Regions from separate parts of the Mus musculus genome. Here region 1 is linked to region 2. The links are chromatin contacts, called in public promoter capture Hi-C maps. All regions are on one chromosome and are shown on one strand. The core of a region is the stretch at or near the end of the contact, and the rest is flanking DNA. Distances in the headings are between cores, read along the strand shown. Region 1 holds the start of Arid4b (AT rich interactive domain 4B (RBP1-like)). Region 2 holds the start of Asb13 (ankyrin repeat and SOCS box-containing 13).

The links. Promoter capture Hi-C pulls out the DNA fragments that hold promoters and counts their contacts.
Region 1: a contact with region 2 is called in a promoter capture Hi-C map of pre-B cells. The contact joins the promoter of Arid4b here to the promoter of Asb13 in region 2. A contact is called at or near these places in 2 of 39 promoter capture datasets (cranial neural crest and pre-B cells) and 1 of 484 Hi-C or Micro-C datasets (CD4 T cells).

The regions. Positions count from the first base shown.
Region 1 is chr13:14,059,238-14,065,308 of GRCm38.p6, forward strand. Arid4b (AT rich interactive domain 4B (RBP1-like)) reads left to right here and starts at 4,547. Exons shown (of 24, transcript NM_194262.2): 1 at 4,547-4,795; 2 at 5,588-5,642. The coding sequence starts at 5,637. Ggps1 (geranylgeranyl diphosphate synthase 1) reads right to left here and starts at 4,251. Exons shown (of 4, transcript NM_010282.3): 1 at 3,969-4,251.
Region 2 is chr13:3,631,865-3,637,966 of GRCm38.p6, forward strand. It overlaps Asb13 (ankyrin repeat and SOCS box-containing 13), which reads left to right and starts at 2,168. Exons shown (of 6, transcript NM_178283.4): 1 at 2,168-2,311. The coding sequence starts at 2,269.

The sequences.
Region 1 (6,071 bases), core at 3,297-5,796, about 10 Mb after region 2:
ATAATTTGGTTACATAATTGCAGTTTATGGTTATTGCTGGTCAAAGTGCTGTATGTCACAGGTTTCGGAACTGGAAGGTACCTGTGATGGTTAGTGTTGTCAACTTCACAGGCTCTACAAACAGGGACTCAGTTCTCCTGCATCGTGTGAATCCCATGGATTGAACAACTCAGGTTGTCAGACTTGGTGGCAAATCCAGGTAACTAGAGCCATCTGCTGACTCCATACACAAAATTAAGAGAGAGAGAGAAGTTAAGAGCTGAAAACTATCCTGACCACCACACACAAGCATTGAGGTATGTGGGTACTCACAAACATATACAGTATCTGTGATAAACAAAAAATTTTATATGTACATGTGTGTGTTTGCAGAGGCTATATAACCTTGGTTCTTCTTCAATCATTTGCCACCTTATATTTTTATAGTTGAATCTTGAATCCTGGCCCTGTTAATTTAGCTGGCTGGCTAATGAATTCCTGGGAGATGCTTGTTCTGGCCTAGTCTAGTTCTGGGATTAGGAGTTGTGCAACTTGGCTTTTACAGGGGGATCTGAAGTTGGCTCCTTATGCTTCCTAGATTCTTCACTGACTGAGCCCATCTCCTCCAGTAGCTCTCTATTAAAATCAAGGAATCAAAGTGATGTATTTATTGTTCAGGTTGCTCCTTAGGATCAAACACAGACACATGCACACTTTTTTATTTTTTATTTTTATTTTCTTTGAGTAAGAATTTCCCTATGCAGTTTGGGCTGGCCTAGAATGAAAAATCCTTTCTTAGCCTTCAGGTGCTATGATTACATGTGTATCATCATGTCCAGTGAAAAGCATACTTTAAAAAGTATTCATTTATTTAATTTTGTATGTGTGGTTGTCTCGGTTATTGCTTTTATTGCTGTAAAGAGACACCATGACCAGTTGGATGTGGTGGCACATGCTTTTAATTCCAGCATGTAAAGGCATGTGAATCTCTACGAGTTCGTAGCTAGTGTGGTCTGCATGGTGAGTTCCAACACAGCTGGTACTATGTAGAGAGACCCTGTCTCAAACAAAGTAACAAACAATTCCACCAACAAAAAAACTACCACCACCAAAAAACAACCCATGATATTATGACTAAGGCAACTCATAAACAAAATATTTAATTGGAGGCTTGCTTACAATTTCAGAGGATGAGTCTATGACCATCATGCTGGGGAGTGTGTAAACAAGCAGGCAGGAAAGCATAGTGTTGGATCAGTAGCACAAGGTGTACATCTTATTCATAAACCAGAGGCAGAAAGCTAATTACAAATGGCATGAGCCATTGAGGGTTGGGGGTGGGGAAAACAGGACTGAAGCCCCGAAGGCCAGCAGAAAGAATGGAAACAGGCAAATACAGGAGGTAATAGGGGGAGTGGGGAGGACCCTCTAGAATGTACCAGAGACCTGGGTGGTGAGAGACTCTCAGGACTCAAAGGGAGGACCTTAGATGAAAAGCCCTACAGTGGGAAGAGGAAACTTGTAGAGTCCACCTTCAGTAGAAAGACAGGACATCAAGTGGAGGGATGGGGTTGCCACTCCACAGTCAAAAACTCTGACCCAGAATTGTTCTTGTCTAAAGAACTGCAGGGACATAAATAGAGAAGAGCATGAGGGAAAGGAGGTACAGTGACAGGTCCAAATGGGATCCAGCTCAAGGGGAGGCCTCTAGGGCTGACACTATTACTGATGCTATGGTGTACTTACAGAAGGAGCCTAGCATGGCCGCCCTCAGAGACACCCAACAAGCAGCTGAAAGAGACAGAAGCAGATATACCCAAACAATGGACAGAAGCTGGGGATCCCTGTGGTTGAATTAGGGAAAAGCTGGAAGAAGCTGAGGAGGGAGGGTAACCTTATAGGAAGACCAGCCGGCTCAACTAACCTGGACCCCAAACTCTCAGACACTGAGCCACAAACCAGGCAGCATACACCAGCTGATATGAGCACCCTGACACATATACAGCAAAGGACTGCCTGATCTGGAATCATTGAGAGAGGACGCAGGCACCTAACCGTGGAGAGACCTGAGGTCTCTCCCAGGGAGTGGGGAGGTCTGGTAAAGTTGGGGTGGGGGAATAGGGTCATCCACATGGAGATGGGGGTGGTGGTGGTAGAGCAGGTATGGGATGAGGTACATGGACATGTTGCTTGGTTCTTAGAGGTGAACAATAAAGAAGATGCAAAGAAGGAAGGAGGCAGATAATGTTGGTAACATCATTCTGGAAGAAGATTGTTAAAAAAAAAATTTTTTTTTTTTTTTTGGTTTTGGGTAAAGTCCAAAGGCTAGCAGCCATCTCTTCTCAACTAGAGTGGTAGCAAGAAGCCAGCTGCTATCTTGTTTGCATCCTGGAAAACACATTTGACCTAACTTATAATAATGAGGTCACTTTTCAAGAATTTGCCTCTTAGTCGACAGCAAGTGACAGTCTGCACAGAAATTAAGAGTCCTTTAAATTCTGAAGTTTTCTTAATCTTTCCTATTTCTCTACCAGTGATGAATTAAACACTCTTCCCTTTGCTCACTCACATTAACAATACTCATGTGAGTCATTAATGTTCTTTCCCCCAAAATATTTACACATAGTATTATCAGTGGAGGGGTAAACATGAGAACTCAATGTTTGTGAATACTGAGAAACAATGTTTGGTATTTTTTTTCTTAAGAGCCTAAGGCAGTTTGAGTTCTATACACTCTTGAAAAATTTTTTTTTTTTTTAAATCCACAACTGTCAATTTATCACAGTTAGACTTTTCGGCTTCTCGTGTACTAGACTTAAATTTAAGAGGTAATAATGGCTGAGGGGCACAAGCTCAGTTTTATATGGAGTCACTACAGAATGTCTCTGAATCTGACACCATTTTCCCACTTTCAAAATGAAAAGCTCGTAGCAATTTGTTCAAAGAGTAGATTAGTATTTATGCAAACAGATTGTTTCCACTGTAGAAATGCAATTGTAGCTGCCTCTCTAATTGTCCTCTATATACTTTTTTCTTGAGACAGGGTCTATGTGGCCTAAGCTAGCCTGGAACTCATACTGTAGATCAGGCTGGTCTTAGCACTTGTCACCACCACAATGCTAAGCATTTCCTCTTCTTTTGGGTGCGTTATCATTTTAGCAATTCAAGTTAGGAATCCAAGATATCCTATTGTTCACTGGGCCATTGGACCAGATAAAAACTGTTTTTAATTTTTTTTTTTTTCCTTTTTTGAAGACAGGGTCATCCTGTTTCAGTCTCCAGGGTACTGGATCAAAATTCCTACCTCACCTCTCTGGGCCTCAGTTCTTCCTACTGGGAAGTCTTTTTCCTGAAACAGGTTTCCTTTCCTTTAGGGACTTCCCTTAGTAACTCTGGCTGGCTTCTTGAGTCAAGCTTAGTTCTCACACTCTCAGGAAAACCTTTCTATACCTCTCGAAGCCAAAGGTCCTCCTATCAGGTTTCATTTTGACTAGACTTCCGTTCAGGAAGTTATACATCCCCTCTTTCCACATGAGGACTTCTAACATCTCAGAGGGTGAACTCTGAGCATCAAACATTCATACAATATTGAAAATTTCATGCAAAGTATCTCTCTCTCTTTTTAAAATAGGCCGGCTCTGGCTTGAGACTAGCGACACAGATATGGGTCACCGAGCTCAGCTGTTAGGCGCATAGCAAGAACCTTTGACTCCAAGCCCCGGGGGGCGATGGCTCTGAAGGAAAAGAAAGGGCTCCACACAGGCATAGCTGTAATAAGCTCGCAGGCGGGCTTCTTCCCTGCGCTGCACCGGTGGCCCTTCCACTCTTTCCGAGCTCCTCTGCCTCCCCTCATCCCAGCACCCGGCCGGCAGTCACTCCGAGCCGGGTCAGCATCCGGGTCCTCTCTCCCTCCTTACTGCTTCCTCCTCCGTACCGCCCCCTCCCCCGCTCCCCATCCGGGTCCCCCCTGCCACCGCGCTGTTGCTCACGGTTCCACGATGATCTCAGACTTGAAGCCGCCGCCGGTACGAGACTAGCAGTGCCCACATCGACTTCTCAATTTATTGTTCTGACTGCGGCTCTTCAAGAGGCTTCCTTGGAGCCCTCCCACTATTTCACACAGAAATCTCTGCCCTCCTCAGCGGCCAGCGACGCCGCAGCACTCAGTGCAAGAAAATACGCCATCCCTATCACACTGCGCAGGCGTCGTATGCCACCTCCCCTCTGCCTCATGGCCGCGCCTCCTTCCCCTCCCCTCTCTCGTCGAACGCAGGCAAGTGGGCATTGCGGTCTTGGTAGTTCTAATGTCCGTCAGTTTACCGATTGGCCTAGAAGACTGGACTACAATTCCCAGAAAGTATTGAGGGATAACTTTCTGTTTCCATAGAACTGGTGGGTAAATGGCGTCGTTGTTTGCATCGCTCAAACCAATAGAAACTTGGAAGAGGCGGGCTCCAAAGAATCCTACCCAATCCTAGGTCGTCTGAGAGGCATCCGGGAAAGAGGTAGGGGAGGGGCAAAGGGCCGAGGGGAGGGGAGAAGGGGCAGGGGGGCCAGAGAGGGGGGAAAGCGATGTTTGCCCGTCAGTCGAGTCCGGAGTGAGGAGCTCGGGCGCTGGAGCGGAGGGAGAGTCTCGAGCCGCAGTTTGCCGCCGCGACGGCCACCGCCTGGACTTCTGCCCGGAGGGAGCCGCTGAAGGTCGGCCGCCGTGTTCCTCTGGAGGGCTGTGAGACCGGGGCCCGGACCTCCGTCCGAGAGGGATTTTTTTGTCGCCCCCCTCCCCCCGCGAGGGAGCCGGAGCGGCCGCCAAACAAAGGTACCAGTCGCCGCCACGGGAGGAGGAGGAGTCGGAGCCGGAGTCCCGGCCGCCGGCGGACCCGCAGCTCCTTCGCTCTCTCTCCCCACAGGCCTGCTGGTGTTGGGGGTGGGGGGAGGCGGATCAGGGGGCTCTGGCCGCAGGGCTCAGACCTCGTCTGTGCCCGAGGTAGGGACATTCTTTTCTATGGGGGAAGCTCCGGGCCGGGCCGCGCATCGGGGCAGATGGCAACGGGGCTGAGTCGGCGCTCGCAGCGGGGCCTCGGCCTCCTGGGACCCCCGCCCCCCGCCGCGCCGAGCCGGAGCCGCCCTACCCGGGCCGCACCGTGGGCCCGGCGGCCTCGGGCCGCCGTGCTGGGAGCTGGATGTCCTCGGTGCCCGGTCCCGGCTCCCACTTGTGGGCCTTGGCTCGGGCGGGACGCGGGCGGACGCTGTGGGGCCGAGCCTCCGCAGCCCAAGGGCCCGCCGGTTCACCGAGGGCTCAGTCCGGGGGCTCCGGGCATCGCGGTTCCGTAGGCTTGGACGGTCGCAGCCGCGCTTCAGGCCGCGCCGGACCCTGGGCTTGTTGTGAGTTTTCTTCTGACAGAAATGGCGTCATCGTGGAGGACGGGGGAAAAGTCCGTGGAGTCGCGACAATGGGGCGGCGGGCGGTGGGGGCGGTAGGGGCGGTGGGATGGCGCGTGCCTGCTCGGGGCTCCTGGCCCCGCTCGGTGCCGCCCCCGCCCCTACGGCCTGGGGCGGGGGTGGTGGTGGTGCCGGTGGTGCTGACCCGGTGTCTTTGTTTCCCCTCCAGGTGCAGGTGAAGCTGGTGTCGCCGTGGGGATCGCGGCCCCAGAGTCACCATGAAGGTAAGGCGTCACTTAGCCAGTTTGAGTGGCTTTCGAATTCAGGAAGTGTCGGGGCTGTAGCAGGCCTGCGAGTTTTGCAGAGGCAGGTGTGTGTGTGTGTGTGTGTGTGTGTGTGTGTGGAGTGGCTCGGTGTGGAGCTTTCCCTGACAGGGTCAGCTGGAGCGAACATCCACAGGCTGTGTGTTTCGAAGTTATGGAGTCAGTTAGGAGATAACCTCACCCAAGCTGTTCAGGTTTCCCAAACAGAACAGCACCTTTTGCATGGAGCCGAAGGAACAACTGCACACATTAAAGCGTCTTAAATCGTAAAACGGAAAGCTGGTCTAGTAACCTGAATATTGAAACTGTAGTGGGTCTCTCTCTCTGTTCAATGATGAAAGGAAATGTCATTTGATTATGTGACCGGGACCGTAAATTTTAAGCAGAAAG
Region 2 (6,102 bases), core at 918-3,417:
CTGTGGTAGTTTGAATATGCCTAGCCCAGGGAGTGGCACTATTTGGAGGTGTGGCCTTGGAGTAGGTGTGGCCTTGGAGTAGGCGTGTCACTGTGGGCTTGGGCTTTAGAACCCTCATCCTAGCTGCCTAGAAGCCAGTCTTCTACTGTTTGCCCTCAAAACAAAATGTTGAACTCTCAGCTCCTCTTGCACCATGCCTGCCTGGATACTGCCATGCTCCCACGTTGATGATAATGGACTGAACCTTTGAACCTGTAAGCCAGCCCCAATTAAATGTTGTCTTTAAGTTGCCTTGGTCATGGTGTCTGTTCTCAGCAGTAAAACCCTATGTAAGACAAGGACCTATTTTAGAGAATGTACTTTTGAATATGTAAACACTTTAAAAAAGGGGGTGGCTGCTCATGCCTTTGATCCCAGCACTCGGGAGGCAGAGGCAGGCGGATTTCTGAGTTTGAGGCCAGCCTGGTCTACAGAGTGAGTTCCAGGACAGCCAGGGCTACACAGAGAAACCCTGTCTCGAAAAACCAAAAAAAAAAAAAAAAAAAAAAAAAAAAGAAAAGAAAATGGAAAAAAAATGATTGCTTAGGAAACCTATAACAAACATTTATATAACACATGTACAATATACATGTATATATTCATATGTGTTCGATATAGCCTATATTCACATTTGCAGAATCCGTGTCAGGAAAGAAATGCTGAAGAAAATACAAACATGCAGACCTACCACACAGACAAGAAGGAATACCGAATCACAGAATCTCACTGCAAATGTGTGAAAATGAAGCCTATTTTTATCTGCCTAAAAACGTAGAAAACTTGCAAAGAAGCATGTGCAAGACCTGAGAGATGGCTCGGTCGTGGGCTTGCTGAGCCATCTGACAGGACCAGAGCTTGGATTCTCAGAGCTCAAGAAAAACTGGGCAATGTAAGCTGTCATTCATAATTCCAGCAGTCTTGCACCGTGATGGGAGGAGGAAGTGGACGGCTCTCTGAGAGCCCACAGGCCTGCCAGGTGCAGCGGTGAATAGGAGACCCCGTCTCAAACAAATCAGAAGGTCCTCAAGGACTAACACGGACTGTATCCTCTGACCTGCAAACACACATGTAGTCACATACACTCACATATACATCAAACAAAGCAAAACCAAAACAAATGCCCCTGCAAAACAAAACAAACAAAAACAAAACCACAAGAGCCAAAATTTGATAAACAAATGGCCAAATAGATACAGATCCTTTTACTAAAAGATTTGGAATTTTATTCCAAGGTTTATTCCAGAAGTTCGGGTTCCCAACAGATACCATTCAAGGTCTCCTAAACCTGTGGTCCAAGGTGCAGATGAAGTTTCCGGCCATCCAAGCATCCTTACCTCAAAGGATGACTTCTAGTGCTATTTCCAGTGATTCTGATGTTATCATGTTCAAGTCACGTTGTATTTCCTCCGTGAGCCTCTGTACTGGTCAAGATGAGAGTGTCTCCCAAGTATCTCACGTTTTTGGTTGACCTGGAACCCCCTGGGAAGACTGGTTTCTCCTTTCTGCTAGGTTGCTCATAGAGCTCCAACTCCTTCTGCTAAACTGGTTAGTGAAACACCTGATTAAAACCATTCACCAAGAAACGTGGTTTTCTTCAATGAATACCAGCTATTTGAAAGTTAAGATTTATTTTGAAAGAAAGAAAGAGAGGGAGGGAGAGAGGAAGGGAGGGAGAGAGAGAGAGAGAGAGAGAGAGAGAGAGAGAGAGAGGAAAGAAAGAAAGAAGTTAGGCATTTTGATCACCATCTTCAGTGAAAACGTTTTCTTCAAAGTTTCAGGCATGAAGAGACTGAATACTTTGCTCAGCGGGATCAGTGTAAACCACAGAAGGCCAGTTTTGGCAGCTAAACACTTTTTGCACATGGGCACGCGTTTGAGGAGCTAAACATTTTGCATACGAACGTATCTTTTAGCTAGGACACCGGGATTTAAGCTTTTCTGCCAAACACAGGAGTTGTTAATGGACGTATATTCACTGGTGTCAACACGGACACATATTTTGCACTCTTCTGATTTGCATGTCACCCTTCAGCAGTGACAGCGGAGTGGGGACGCTCAGGTGGCACGCGGCGGATACAGAAACTACAACTCCCAGCGGTGGCCATGGTAGCAATCAGGCCCCGCCCAGCGGCCTGCGCTCCGGGGTAGGTCTCGGTTTAGGTCCCGGCTCAGGTCCCAGAGCTCTGAGTCACAAGGCCGGTAGACAGGGGAGCCCAGCGGGCGAGCAGCATGGAGCCGCGCGCCGGGGACGGCTGCTTCCTGGGAGATGTGGGTACGTGTTTCGCGCCGCAACCGCCAAGGACACCACACCGGGGCTGGAGTCAGGACCAGGAGATCAGCACTTGGGGACAGAGCAAGCTCATGGGTGGCCTTTGTCCCAGAGATGGGCATCGCGCGCCGTTCCAAGTTGGTGGTCAGAGGCGTTGGGGTGGGGTGTAGTGATTCGAGTAGGGCCCGGACGATCCTGGTCATCTCAGACCGACGTTTAATGTCTGTCGCCCTGTTTCTAGCCGGTGCACTGTGCAGCTGGTCTTCTCTGTGATGCACCAGGTATGGGATTCAGAACCGCCAGTCTACCAGAGCACCGCACACTTTGGGGAGCATGCGGGGTCGTTGCCCAATTCACCCGCAGAGTCTGGAAAGTGTACACTGGTTGGCAGCCTCATCCGGAGCCTACTGCGGTCACTGCACCACGTTTGGTGCAGTGAATTGCTTGCGGGGCTTAAAGCATCCTACACATACCCTGTAGGTTGCAGCAGCTGCAACCAGGGAGTCTGCTCCAGAATGAGGTCATGGCCCAACACTGGGACATACCTGGTGCTGAAGAAGTGTCCTCTGTACCTTTGGGCTGTTTTAATCCATAAAATGAATTTGAAGGCAAAGGAGCATTCTTTGGAGAAGTACATTTTTTTTCTTGTTTACAAAATAATAATATGGTAAATAGAAAGGACAATGACATTGTGCTTCAATAGCTTGAAAATAAATAGAAGAAAGAAAGCCAAAATGTTCCTTTATGTGAGTTAAAAAAAAAGTAATGTAAGCCGGGCATGATGGCGCACGCCTTTAATCCCAGCACATGGGAGGCAGAGGCAGGAGGATTTCTGAGTTCGAGGACAGCCTGGTCTACAAAGTGTGTTCCAGGACAGCCAGGGCTACCCAGAGAAACTCTGTCTCAAAAACCAAAAAAAAAAAGTAATGTAAAGAAAATCGAGTTAATTTAGCTGCAATTTATTATGATTGTAATTACAATCATAACAAGGTAGATAGATCTTTTAATTGATTTCTTCAAAACAAACTCCTTCAGAACAATCAAAGCCTCTTTAATAAGCACCTGTTTTTCTTGGCACCCTTGGCTGGCACAAGACTTTGACCCTGATAGCGTGGTCACTATTTGATTCGTGTGACTAGGCAGTGGATGGCTAACCACAGAAGCCTACTAAGCATACATTTTTTTGTTCAGATAGGGGTTAGTCTGGCATCAGAGCCTGGCATGAGGGCTCTTACCTGTAATCCTAACCCTCAGAAAGTAGAGACAGTGGGGCTGTGAGTTCTAGGCCAACCTAGGCTATATGTCACAATATTTTCTCTAAATATTTTTTAAAAACACCACTCCCAAGTATATTTTCTGCATAGCTTGTGGAGAAATCTTTTTTTTTTTTTTCCTAGACGGGGTTTCTCTGTGTAGCCCTGGCTGTCCTGGAACTCACTCTGTAGACCAGGCTGGCCTCGAACTCATAAATTCGCCTGCCTCTGCCTCCCGAGTGCTGGGATTAAAGGCATGCGCCATCACTGCCCAATGAAAATCATATTCTTGATTAGCGGGTGTTAGGGTTCTTGGCTATTTTTGACACTGTAATTTAAAAAATTTAATATGTGTCCCCAAAAATGTGCCCTGCTGGTATTTGTATTTCTGGCTTAAACTGAAGGTGCTGGATCCAAAACAGTACCACTGTTCCAGTAAAAGTGGAACCCACCACAGGGAACTTTAACTGTAATATTCTGACTTCTAATATTATATTCCTGCTGAATGGTAACCAGAATATTTATGTATAGCACTTTTAGATTACTTTCATTTGCTTATGTAATTTTCTCTCGATTTCATGAGGTCTTTTTTTTTTTTTTTTTTTCCTCGAGACAGGGTTTCTCTGTGTAGCCCTGGCTGTCCTGGAACTCACTTTGTATACCAAGCTGGCCTCGAACTCAGAAATCCGCCTGCCTCTGCCTCTGCCTCCTGAGTGCTGGGATTAAAGGCCTGTGCCACCACACCTTGGCTTCATGAGGTCTTTGGAGAGAAAGGAAAGAAAAGATCTTCCATGTGTTATTAGGAACCCTCTGGCTTTACCATTTTTATCCCTGTGACATGTTCAGTCTTAGCAAGGATTCAGGATGCTTTTCAAGGCTTAGAATGAAACTTTGAATGGTTAGAATGAAAACGTGGGGCTGGTGAGATGGCTCATCGGTTAAGAGCACTGACTGCTCTTCCGAAGGTCCTGAGTTTGAATCCCAGCAACCACATGGTTGCTCACAACCATCTGTAATGAGATCTGACTCCCTCTTCTGGAGTGTCTGAAGACAGCTACAGTGTACTTACATATAATAAATAAATAAATCTTTAAAAAAAAGAAATTGTTTAATAAAAACAGGAATTCAAAGAGAACTTGTTGACAAACAAGCTTGAAAGCATACCGGAGGCCGAAAAAGTTTAAAGAAAATAATAGTCAAGTAATAAACACGTTTATGAACAAAACAGCACGTTAATATCTTTTCTGTAACATGGCCCTGTGAAAAGTCACCTCCTTCACAAGAAAACTAAGGTGGCTGGTTGCCAATGAAGCCTTTTCTCAAGTTCTTCAGAATGAAGAAAATAAGCCAGGCCTGAAAGTTCTTACTGGTAATCTCAGCTAGGTGGCCCAGATACGCTGTGAATTTAAGGCCAGCTCAGGCTACTACCAAGGACCTCTCTCAAAAAGTAAAAAAACAAACAAGAAAAGATACTTGGCTTGAAGCCCAGGCTCGCTGTGTTTTGTGATCGAACTGTGGGAACTAAGGGAGTGTACCCTCACTTAATAAACATACCAGGATGACTAAAGGCAGGGAAGGAGGGCGATCACGTGTTCTAGGTGTTCTAAGTGAGCTCCTTTTCAGCAGGGAGAGGAGTCGCTCTTTCTGCGCCCCGCCCGCCTGTCCGCCCGGTTTGGTTTCCTTGTTCTTTTAACTTAGTTGCCAATCTGTTTCACTTTCCCCTACTCTCTTTCACTTTCTTTTCTTTACTTAGTCTTTCAAGTTGCTGCTCCCTGCCCCTCTTTGAAGGCAAACATTTTATTTTATTTTTTACCTCATTGTATGTTTTTAAAAAAAATATAGACTGTGGGAGTAGTTGGGTTGGTCAGCAGGGGGAGGGGGAGGGGGAGGGGATAGCAGAGGGGATAACATTTGAAATGTAAATAAAGAAAATATCTAAAAAACAACATAGACTGAAACAATAAGGCAATATTGCCCCCCCCCCCCTTACATTGAGTGCCTTTTAAAGTCACATCACAGGTCATTTGTATCGTGTTTTATTTTGTTTTGTTTTGTCAAAGACTATTTTGGAGATTCATAATTAAAACATCTAAAAAGATACGCTTGAGAACTATCTTAAAAGCTAACAAAAGCGCCCACATTTAAAGTAAGGCAGGGTTTCTCTGTGTAGCCCTGGCTGTCCTGGAACTCACTCTGTAGACCAGGCTGGCCTCGAACTCAGAAATCTGCCTGCCTTTGCCTCCCCAGTGCTGGGATCAAAGGTGTGCACTACCTCACCCGGCTTCAGGTCTGTTTAAATACAGACTGTACAATTAAAGCTGGATGCTGATGATCAATAGCACTGTCTACTTTGGGCCGTTCTCGGGCACATATATTATGTTTAGTGGTCGTAGGATCCTGAAGAACAGGCACTGCCATCTGTACAGTGGGGAGGAGGGTAAACCCTCAGTGTACAGAGATAACCAACCTCAGGAAGAGGCTGGTCTGTTCCTTCGCCTGTACCAATGCTTGTGTTCTTTGACTGCCTTTGTAAGGAGGTTT